Linked DNA regions of Mus musculus: region 2 is linked to region 1. The links are chromatin contacts, called in public HiChIP or PLAC-seq maps. All regions are on one chromosome and are shown on one strand. The core of a region is the stretch at or near the end of the contact, and the rest is flanking DNA. Distances in the headings are between cores, read along the strand shown.

Evidence for each region. HiChIP or PLAC-seq counts read pairs in DNA pulled down with a chosen protein or histone mark.
Region 2: an H3K4me3 HiChIP or PLAC-seq map of bone marrow-derived macrophages shows a contact between it and region 1, with 2.3 times the contacts expected there. The contact joins the enhancer-like site here to the promoter of Mettl14 in region 1. A contact is called at or near these places in 4 of 39 promoter capture datasets (frontonasal cranial neural crest, macrophages, maxillary cranial neural crest and 1 more), 9 of 484 Hi-C or Micro-C datasets (the 3T3-L1 cell line, the G1E-ER4 cell line, cerebellum and 6 more), 2 of 115 datasets of contacts at active chromatin or transcription factors (bone marrow-derived macrophages and craniofacial prominence) and 2 of 9 other capture datasets (adipose tissue and liver).

Annotation. Positions count from the first base shown.
Region 1 is chr3:123,384,111-123,388,737 of GRCm38.p6, forward strand. It overlaps Mettl14 (methyltransferase like 14), which reads right to left and starts at 1,880. Exons shown (of 11, transcript NM_201638.2): 1 at 1,652-1,880. The coding sequence starts at 1,717.
Region 2 is chr3:123,478,908-123,483,306 of GRCm38.p6, forward strand. It overlaps Prss12 (protease, serine 12 neurotrypsin (motopsin)), which reads left to right. Exons shown (of 11, transcript NM_008939.2): 4 at 658-799; 5 at 3,767-3,963. Among named protein-coding and RNA genes, the nearest start is that of Snora24, 27 kb to the right of the region's middle. Within about 2 kb of position 2,559, at least 6 of the 459 cell types and tissues checked have an H3K27ac peak or open chromatin away from gene starts, as enhancers often do. A contact at or near this core is called in bone marrow-derived macrophages, where this site is marked.

The sequences.
Region 1 (4,627 bases), core at 630-3,129:
GCCGCTGGAGGAATTCTGTCGAATGCAATAAATGTAGACAAAGGCTGAGCTGAATAGAGCCGATTCACAGAAAACCTTCCAAGTCAGACTGAGGACACAGGAGGAACGCTGCAGTATTAGGTACAAACACGGCATAAGAAAATCTGCAGTTAGTGGTCGCTTTAGCCCCAGAGCAAGCAGGTATTCAAAATATCAGTGCTGCCAGTTAGCGGCATAAACAACAAAATACTCTGCACCACTTCACATGGCCGCCCTCATTTCTTCAGTGAAAACTCTCTTCCAATAATGAAATGCTCATCAGGTTCACCTCCTCCAGAAAAATCTTCTCGACTTCTTGGTCAGAGGACAGAACACTCACTTCCGATAGTTAGAGCATTGTCTGATTCTCTATTTGTAATTCTCATCTCAGAATACGAGTCATTCCTTCAGAAAGTTCTTTGAGGAACCCAAGATTTAGCAATGAGAAATGACAGCGCTCTACCTTAACCACTGAGCCACCTCTCTCTCTAGCCCACCTTCACATTCTCGAGACTGGTGTCGAAGGAAGTTTGTATTATTTTCTTGAGATCCTGGCGAGAAAGACTCATTGGAAATCTAAAATTTACTCACTCAAGCTTTGAGCATTTCCCTCCATTACTTATATTGATTTGTATGGTGTAATGAAAACAGCCTGAGATTTTTAAGTAAAACAACTTGTAGTATGTATTCCCTGCATGAATGGTCTACTAAACGGCAAGCACTCACATCTTCATTCACTAGCTTCAATGAAAGCGAAAGGTTTGAAAAGTAATCTCTAGAGAGAGGAATCTTAGAGAATTCTCTGGTGAGGGCTGGCTAGGGAAAAACGTTAAAATTTGGAAACCTAGTCCTAATGTACTAGTGAACGTAACACCTCCTGTCTCTAATAAATTACCAAGTAAGGATTCAAACGTTTGGTTGAAGGTAGACTGTGTTCTAAGTGCAGAATCTAAAATTTGCTCTAACTTAGGTGGCTTCCAATGAGTCTTTCGACAGGATCTCAAGAAAATAATCAAACTTCCTTCAAAACCAATATCAAGAAAAGATTAAGAACATGCACTGCTCTTCCAAAGGACCTGAGTTCAAGTCCCAAGCACCCACACCAGGAGGCTCACAACTACCTGTAGTTCCAGCTCCAGAAAGATCCAACACCTCTGGCGCTGTGCTCACGTGCACATATATATATACACACAGAGAGACAAACCCCACATAATTTAAAATAAAAACTAATCTTAAAAAAAATAAAGAATCTGAAGCTGACGCGGGAGAAAGGCAAGACATGAAACACTGCTTCAACAGTGACGGTGAAATGTAAGGGCTAAAACTGCCACTTGCTCTTGTAGCAACTACTAGCACTGCACTCATCGACAATTCCCAAGTCTACCCCCACCACTCAAGTCCGTGCCCGCCACGGTGGGGACAGAAAGCCCAAGCCTGGCAGCGGTTGGTTTTCTACGTAATGACTCTGACAGGCACTCGAGTAGACTAGGGAATAAAAGTCCCGGGACAAAGACCTTGACAGATGCTGATGTGAGAGTTCACCAAAAAAAAAAAAAAAAAAAAAAAAAAAAAATTTTTTTTAAAAGAGGCGGCCGCGCACGCGCACTAATGCTCCCTCCCACCCGCCGCACACCTGCTGAGCTAGGAGCTGCCGCCGTAACTTCTGCCGCTCCCGGATCTCCTGCAGGCGGCTATCCATGCCCCAGCTTCGGCTGCTCACCACCCCGACAGACTCCGCGCCCGCCAAAATGCAAATCCACCTGCCAAACCAGGAAACACCGGGTCCCGCCCCGCAGAGATTCTGACCCGGAGACTTTCACGTCCCTCAGGAGGAAGTTTCCGGCGCGCCTGAAACAGGCTATGCCTGAACAGGAAGTCCCGCCTCCAGGACGCCGAAGATATGATGTCACACGACGAGACCCAATGGGGATGTAGTGGTGGTTGAGGGCGAGGAGCCGCTTTTGGCTATCTTCTTAGTGCTTAAAGTCTTTCCTGAAGGGTTAGGCTCGGTTTTTTTGTTTTTTGTTTTTCCTGCTCATAAAAGAAGTTTTTCTTTTTCCCGTTAACCAATTGTCCGCCTGCCAGTCCTGGCTTTTTAATATTTGAGGGATGCTTGTGGGTTTCTTTCACTGCAATACTGACCGGCTTGTGAAGGACTGGATCGCCGCTCAGTAACCTTGGCAAGTTAGCGAGCTTTTGTAAAAGAACAGAGAAAGAGGGTCTTGGGGGGCTGAGGCAGGAGGACCCAGGAGTTTGGAGCCTAGGCTATGTAATGAAACCCTGTCATTCACTCATTTATTTATATAAATAAATAAATAAATAAATAAGAACAGAGAAAGAGGGTCTTGGGGGGCTGAGGCAGGAGGACCCAGGAGTTTGGAGCCTAGGCTATGTAATGAAACCCTGTCATTCACTCATTTATATAAATAAATAAACAAACAAATAAATAAATAAATGCAAGCAAACATAGCGGTAGTTACGTAGTGAAACCCTGTCATTCATAAACACACAAACAGAGCGGGCAGCGCTGAAACCCTGTCATTCATTCATTTATATAAATAAATAAATAAATAAATAAATAAATAAATAAATAAATGCAAGCAAACATAGCGGTAGTTACGTAGTAAATAAATAAATAAATAAATAAATGCAAGCAAACATAGCGGTAGTTACGTAGTAAATAAATAAATAAATAAATAAATAAATAAATAAATAAATGCAAGCAAACATAGCGGTAGTTACGTAGTGAAACCCTGTCATTCATAAACACACAAACAGAGCGGGCAGCGCTAGGCTATGTAATGAAACCCTGTCATTCATTCATTCATTCATATAAATAAATAAATAAATAAATAAATAAATAAATAAATGCAAGCAAACAGCGGTAGTTACGTAGTGAAACCCTGTCATTCATAACAACACACAAACAGAGCGGGCAGCGGTAGCGAATGCCTTTAATTCCAGCACCCGAGAGACAGAGGCCGGCAGTTCTCTGAGTTCGAGGCCAGCCTGGTCTACAGAGCAAATTTCAGGGCAGCCAGACCTACACAGAGAAACCCCATCTCAAAAACAACAATCAAGCAAAAATTCCTTGCATAATAGTAGAATTATATGACAAAAACGTTAATTTTCAAAAAGTCTTCTGTAAATTATTTTGACTATATAGTGTTAAGGTATATCTCTTTCAGACTTAGCTATATTATTTGATAATTATGACTGCCGGGACTAGATGTTTATTCACTGAGCATTTCTTATAGCAAGTACTGTGCTGAGCTCTGGAGTCTATGAAGGCTCAAAGATCAAAAAATATATGAACATGCCGGCTCCTTCCTTCTGTCCCATCAGCTCTAGGCTGTTATTCCAATACATGTTCTCCATTTAAAATAACTATGTGAACTGGGATCTCCTGCATGAAGTGGGGCTGAAAACCAGTGGATCCACACTATCTCACAGTATTTATGAAGTCAATGAGATCCATCAGAGAATTGTTGGATTTTTTACAAAGGGATATGACTTTTAAAATCTCCCCACCACTGAAGTTTTAAAAAATTAGACTGCATCAGTACACCTGTAGATTCTGACATGCCTGTTTGTACATCCGTTCATCTCAGGGTAAGGATCACAAGTGTGTGCGAGTGGGATAAGAGGGAGATGAAAACAAAGCCCATATGTAACTCAGACTCTTTAGGGAAGCAATTCCATTTGTAGGCAGTTTGTTTAAAAGACTGATGATTCACACAATTTGCACTGTTGCCTCCAAGCCCCTGAGGAATGGTATCTCCAAACCTGTATATCCAGCTGCCTATTGCATACCTTAGATATTGTATACCTTAGATATTGTATACTTAGAACACTTCCCATCATTTCTTACATGTGTTAATTTCTTCCAAAAATATGTGATGAAAGTTAATTCCCAACATCAGAAGGTGTGACTTTTAAACATGATTTAAAAATTTTCCTCTTCGACAGTTTTATATATGCATTAAGTTCATTTGGATTATTGTAACCCTCCACCTTCTAGTCTTTTCCGGACCCCTATTGCTCACCCCACATGTCCCTTACCCATATTCATGTCTATAGGATTATTTACTTGTTTTGGTTTGCTGGTTGGTGATTTGTCTATCTAGATTTGTTCTGTTTTGAGACCCACTGAGTTTAACTCATATTTAACTTATATATAAGACAGTGGGTTTGGAACTATCTGCTGGGGCCTGTTGAGCTTCTCAGTAGGTACATAACTAGAAACAGTGACTGTCCCTTGCCCATAATCTGTTGATACAGCCAGTAGCTCATTAGGAGAGTAGGGCCCCATGAGCCCTTCCCCAATCCATGATTGACTGTTGATAGACTCAGTTTTGTGCGGGCTCACTACAGTCACTACAGGCTGTGAAATTATGACTTCATTGGCTATGCCATGCCCAGAAATCATGCCCTATCTCCAGGCCTTTCATTCGTTCTGTTCCCCTTTCTCAGTGATCCCTGTGGCTTGAGGAGTAGCATGAGTGTTCTAATTAGAGCCAAACACTCAAGAGTCACTTATTCTCAGCACCTCGAGCCATCATCACTCTCCACCTTGAAAGGAGAAGGCACTTGTAAGAAGTGATTGGGT
Region 2 (4,399 bases), core at 1,309-3,808, 95 kb after region 1:
CAGTAAAAGTGCAAAGGCAAGGTGTGCTTTTATCACCCAGGAGTGTCTGAAGACAGATCATTCTTTACCCAGGGTAGCTTTTCCTACATTCCTAGTTCAGTATTTTGACTTGCACTTAAAAATTTGAAATACCATCTCTACGTCACTATATACTTTGCTGTTTCAATGAAAATGACTGTTGTTTAGATTTGAGAGGAGTGGAATTATGGGAAATTTCCTAGATAGGATTTAATATAGAAAAATAAAAATATGTACTTAGAAATTACATCAGAATATATTTTCTACTTGGAGAATAGACCTCAAATATCAGAAGGACAAATGTGTTAATCCTCAGAAAGAGTACAATAACCTCATTGTAGAGCGCAGTGATAGGCTATCAAATAGCTCAGAGGGAGGTCTGAACACAGTGGTACATCAGGCCAAACAAAGATTCGTTCTTCCCTCCCTCCTTCCCTCCTTCCCTCCTTCCCTCCCTCCTTTCCTCCTTTCTTTCTTTCTTTCTTTCTTTCTTTCTTTCTTTCTTTCTTTCTTTCTTTCTTTCCTTCCTTCCTTCCTTCCTTCCTTCCTTCCTTCCTCTCTCTCTCTCTCTCTCTCTCTCTCTCTCTCTCTCTCTCTCTCTAAGTTAGTTTGCTCTGTGTCTTTATCTCCTTATCACAGATGGTGTCATCAGACTGGCAGGAGGAAAAAGTACCCATGAAGGTCGCCTGGAGGTCTACTACAAGGGGCAGTGGGGGACAGTCTGTGATGATGGCTGGACTGAGATGAACACATACGTGGCTTGTCGACTGCTGGGATTTAAGTAAGGCTCACTGGTGTGGGGACATTGAATGACAAAACACATCTTTAAAGTCAGAATTGCTGTATAATTTTTACCTTTAATTTTAAAAATAGATATGCCTGACTTACCAGATGCTTATCTGTGTGTCTTCCATCATCTATTTGCTTATCATCTGTCACCATCATCTTCATTAGTTTGTCATCATTTGCCTGTCATATTAGTAATGCCCACCTACTGACCTATCTACCTACTATTGCAACTGACCTGCCTATCTATCTGCCTACCTATCTATCTGCCTACCTATCTGCCTACTTATCTACCTAATCTACCTACCTCACCTATCTACCTACAAATGGAATTATGATTAAAACACGACATTTTTTAAAGATAGTGAGTAACCATCTCTTGTCATCTATTTCATGTATCTTTCCTACTAACCTCTCTTTTCTTGAGCAAATTGGTTGAAGTTATGAGTGACTTCTGGTGTGCTCTTTTGTCTATTCAGACAAGTTTTGTGAATGCTCACTTTTATTATGATGTATTTTTACTACTAGAGGTTATTAGTTTTGACATCATTGTGTCTACAATTTCAGCAGTTTCATTGAGGAATGCTGTGGTGTCACATGGTTCTTTCTTGGAACACGATGATAATTGACACTTGTGTTGGAAAAGAACAGCCCTCTTGTCATGAGATGGCCTTTAGAACTAGCCTTTGACCTTGCCCACTTGCAATCTGAGTAGCACACTTAGGGAAGTATGTCATTAGTATTACATACATAATACATTCCACTGTAAAGACCTAAGTTGATTTAAGTAACTGGAAATGATGGCCTTGAGGTAAATATTCAAATAAAGCCCATGGATGCCCCTTCATTCTTGTGCTTCATATTTCTATGTGATTATTTTAAAAGTTGGTGAAATTACTTAAAGTCAGCTTGAAATATAGCTAATTGCAAATACTCACAAAGCTTTAAATTATACAGCTTCCAAGCTGGATCAAGCTGTGATTAAATTTGTATTTTAAAAAGAAAGTTTGAAAAACAAACTTCTCATTCTTACACATTTTGTAAGAATTACACATACTTTGCATGTGCCATTCTGTATCAGCCATTATATTAAATCTGTGATTGTGTAGACACTTGCCTTAGTTTTATAATGGTACAGAGTCACATGTTTTGGGGAAACTCTCACACCATGATTTAATTATATTCAGGCTAATTTTCTAGGGTAAGAGTATAACTTTCAGCTTAATCATAAATAATGCTATCATGAAGATACAAATGTACAAATTAACTGACGTTTATAATTTTGGGCAGATAGCAGTTGTTGAACTTACTAGGTCAAGGGGTATAATTGCCAAATACATATGACCATTTAGTTAATAAGAACTCCTTAGCTTATGCCATGTTGTATTGAATAAGGATGTTATGCTGACAATTCAGTCTCAGATGTGGGAATTTTTTTTTACATTTTCTTTCTCATTAGTGAAAATAATCAACTAGTGAATTAGTGAATAATCAATTAGTGAAAAACTGAAGTATAAACTAAATGTAAGCTAAACTATAAAATATGGAGTTATATTTTATACTTAGGTTTTTCCTCCATATTTTATAGTTTAGTTTACATTTAGTTTATACTTCAGTTTTAGAGATCCATACCATTTCCTCTCGTAGATAAACTATCTGGACTTGGGGGTACTTAAAATGTTCTCAGTGGTGTGTCAGGGTGAGCGTGCGCCACCAGTAAGTTACAGAGGAAGTTCTGAAAGCAGTGATTCACTTGGATTGAGAAAGAGTAAACTTGGTTTCGTTGTATAAATGCAGACCCAGGCTAACGAGACTTCCTGTTATATGTTTCGTGGCTGAATTAGACAGAGAGAAATAAGGTTAATATGCTGATTGGAAGAATGCTTGAAGTCAAGAGTGATGGCAGTATGCAATTTAACTTCATTGGTTGCTGTGAAAAAACAAAAAACAAAAAACAAAAACTGGATTAGTTAGACAAATGACCTTAAAGTAACTATTTAAAACTGTTGCCTTAAGTTATTACATAATTTATCAAGTTAGAAAAATGTAATGACTGCACAGTAGAGCTATTAGGAAAATTCATGCAACTGGAAAATTTGTCATATGTCCTTGGTAGAGAGGTAATAAAAGTATAGAGTGAGGGGAGGGACTGGCCCAAGATTTCTGACTGAGAGGTGAATTTCACAGACTCTGAGATTTGAAGGCACTTTGAAGTTCTTCAAGTTTAGTGATACCTGCCATGATTCTAAAAGAACAAAAACAAAAACAAAAACAAAACAAAACAAAACAAACCAGAAATATTGAGAGAAGGCTGAAAATAAATGTAGTTACCCAACTGCCAACTTTTCAATTTTAAAGATATTTGCTACTGCACAACTTATCACTTATTGCAATGCATAACATAATGTAATAAAGTCAGTTGGCACACGGTGTCATTTATAAAAAAATTTTGTGCATTAAACTTACATAACCTTATGAAAAGAACACTCGTCATTCTTACTTTGCTGGGACAACAGCCAAATTTTAATCCAGGATTGGGTCCCAATTGTGAGCAGGCAGTGAATTGGGACTCTCTCTTGGAGAAGGACTCTGGAGAACCTGAGGGAAGCCGATGAACTCAGACAAGCAGAGACCCAAACCAAACCATCATCTTCTCTCTCTACTTCACAGAGCTATTCCATGGTGAGGAATTTGAGGTTTATCTCTTTGCACGCTCTCAAGCTGGTGGGTTAAACTGTAGTCAAAACACAAGAGTGAGTTATGGGTTAGTTACTCATCAAGTTAACCAAAAGACCTTAAGTTAAGTCAAATGCACAGCAAAGCAAGCACAGTTGAGTCTCCAAGGCCTGAGAAAGGTCAGATTCTTATCCTCTGAAGTCACGATACTAAATTAGTTGTTTTTACTGGTCCCTCAATGCCTGGGATGGCAGTTCTGCTAAGAGCACTCATTTCATTGCCACAGATACGGCAAACAGTCCTCTGTGAACCATTTTGATGGCAGCAACAGGCCCATATGGCTGGATGACGTCAGCTGCTCAGGAAAAGAAGTCAGCTTCATTCAGTGTTCCAGGAGACAGTGGGGAAGGCATGACTGCAGCCATAGAGAAGATGTGGGCCTCACCTGCTATCCTGACAGCGATGGACATAGGCTTTCTCCAGGTAAGGACAAGATGTTGCTCTTGAGGTCACAGATGTCCACTCTGTTCCTCCAACCAGTGGTCTGGAATGTGAAACATTTTCCATCCTTGATTTTATTGTCAAAAGGTCTGTTTTCCATGAAAAATAACCTTTTGAATTCTCAACTACCATTTCATGTCTAAATCTGGATTTGCTTTTCATTAAAAATCTAGATTGCTCAATTAAAAAATGTTTATAATTTAATCCGAAGAGTTTTTATGATAGGAGAGAGCCAACTCCCTTAGGTTGTCTACCTACCTTGAAAATCATAATTATGAACCTGAGAATGGGTCCCAGAGACATTTACACACACACACACACACACACACACACACACACACACAAGATTAAAACATAAAATATGGTTTGTCATTTTATTTAGAGTCTATACAAATTTAGGGTTGGAGAGCTGTCTCAG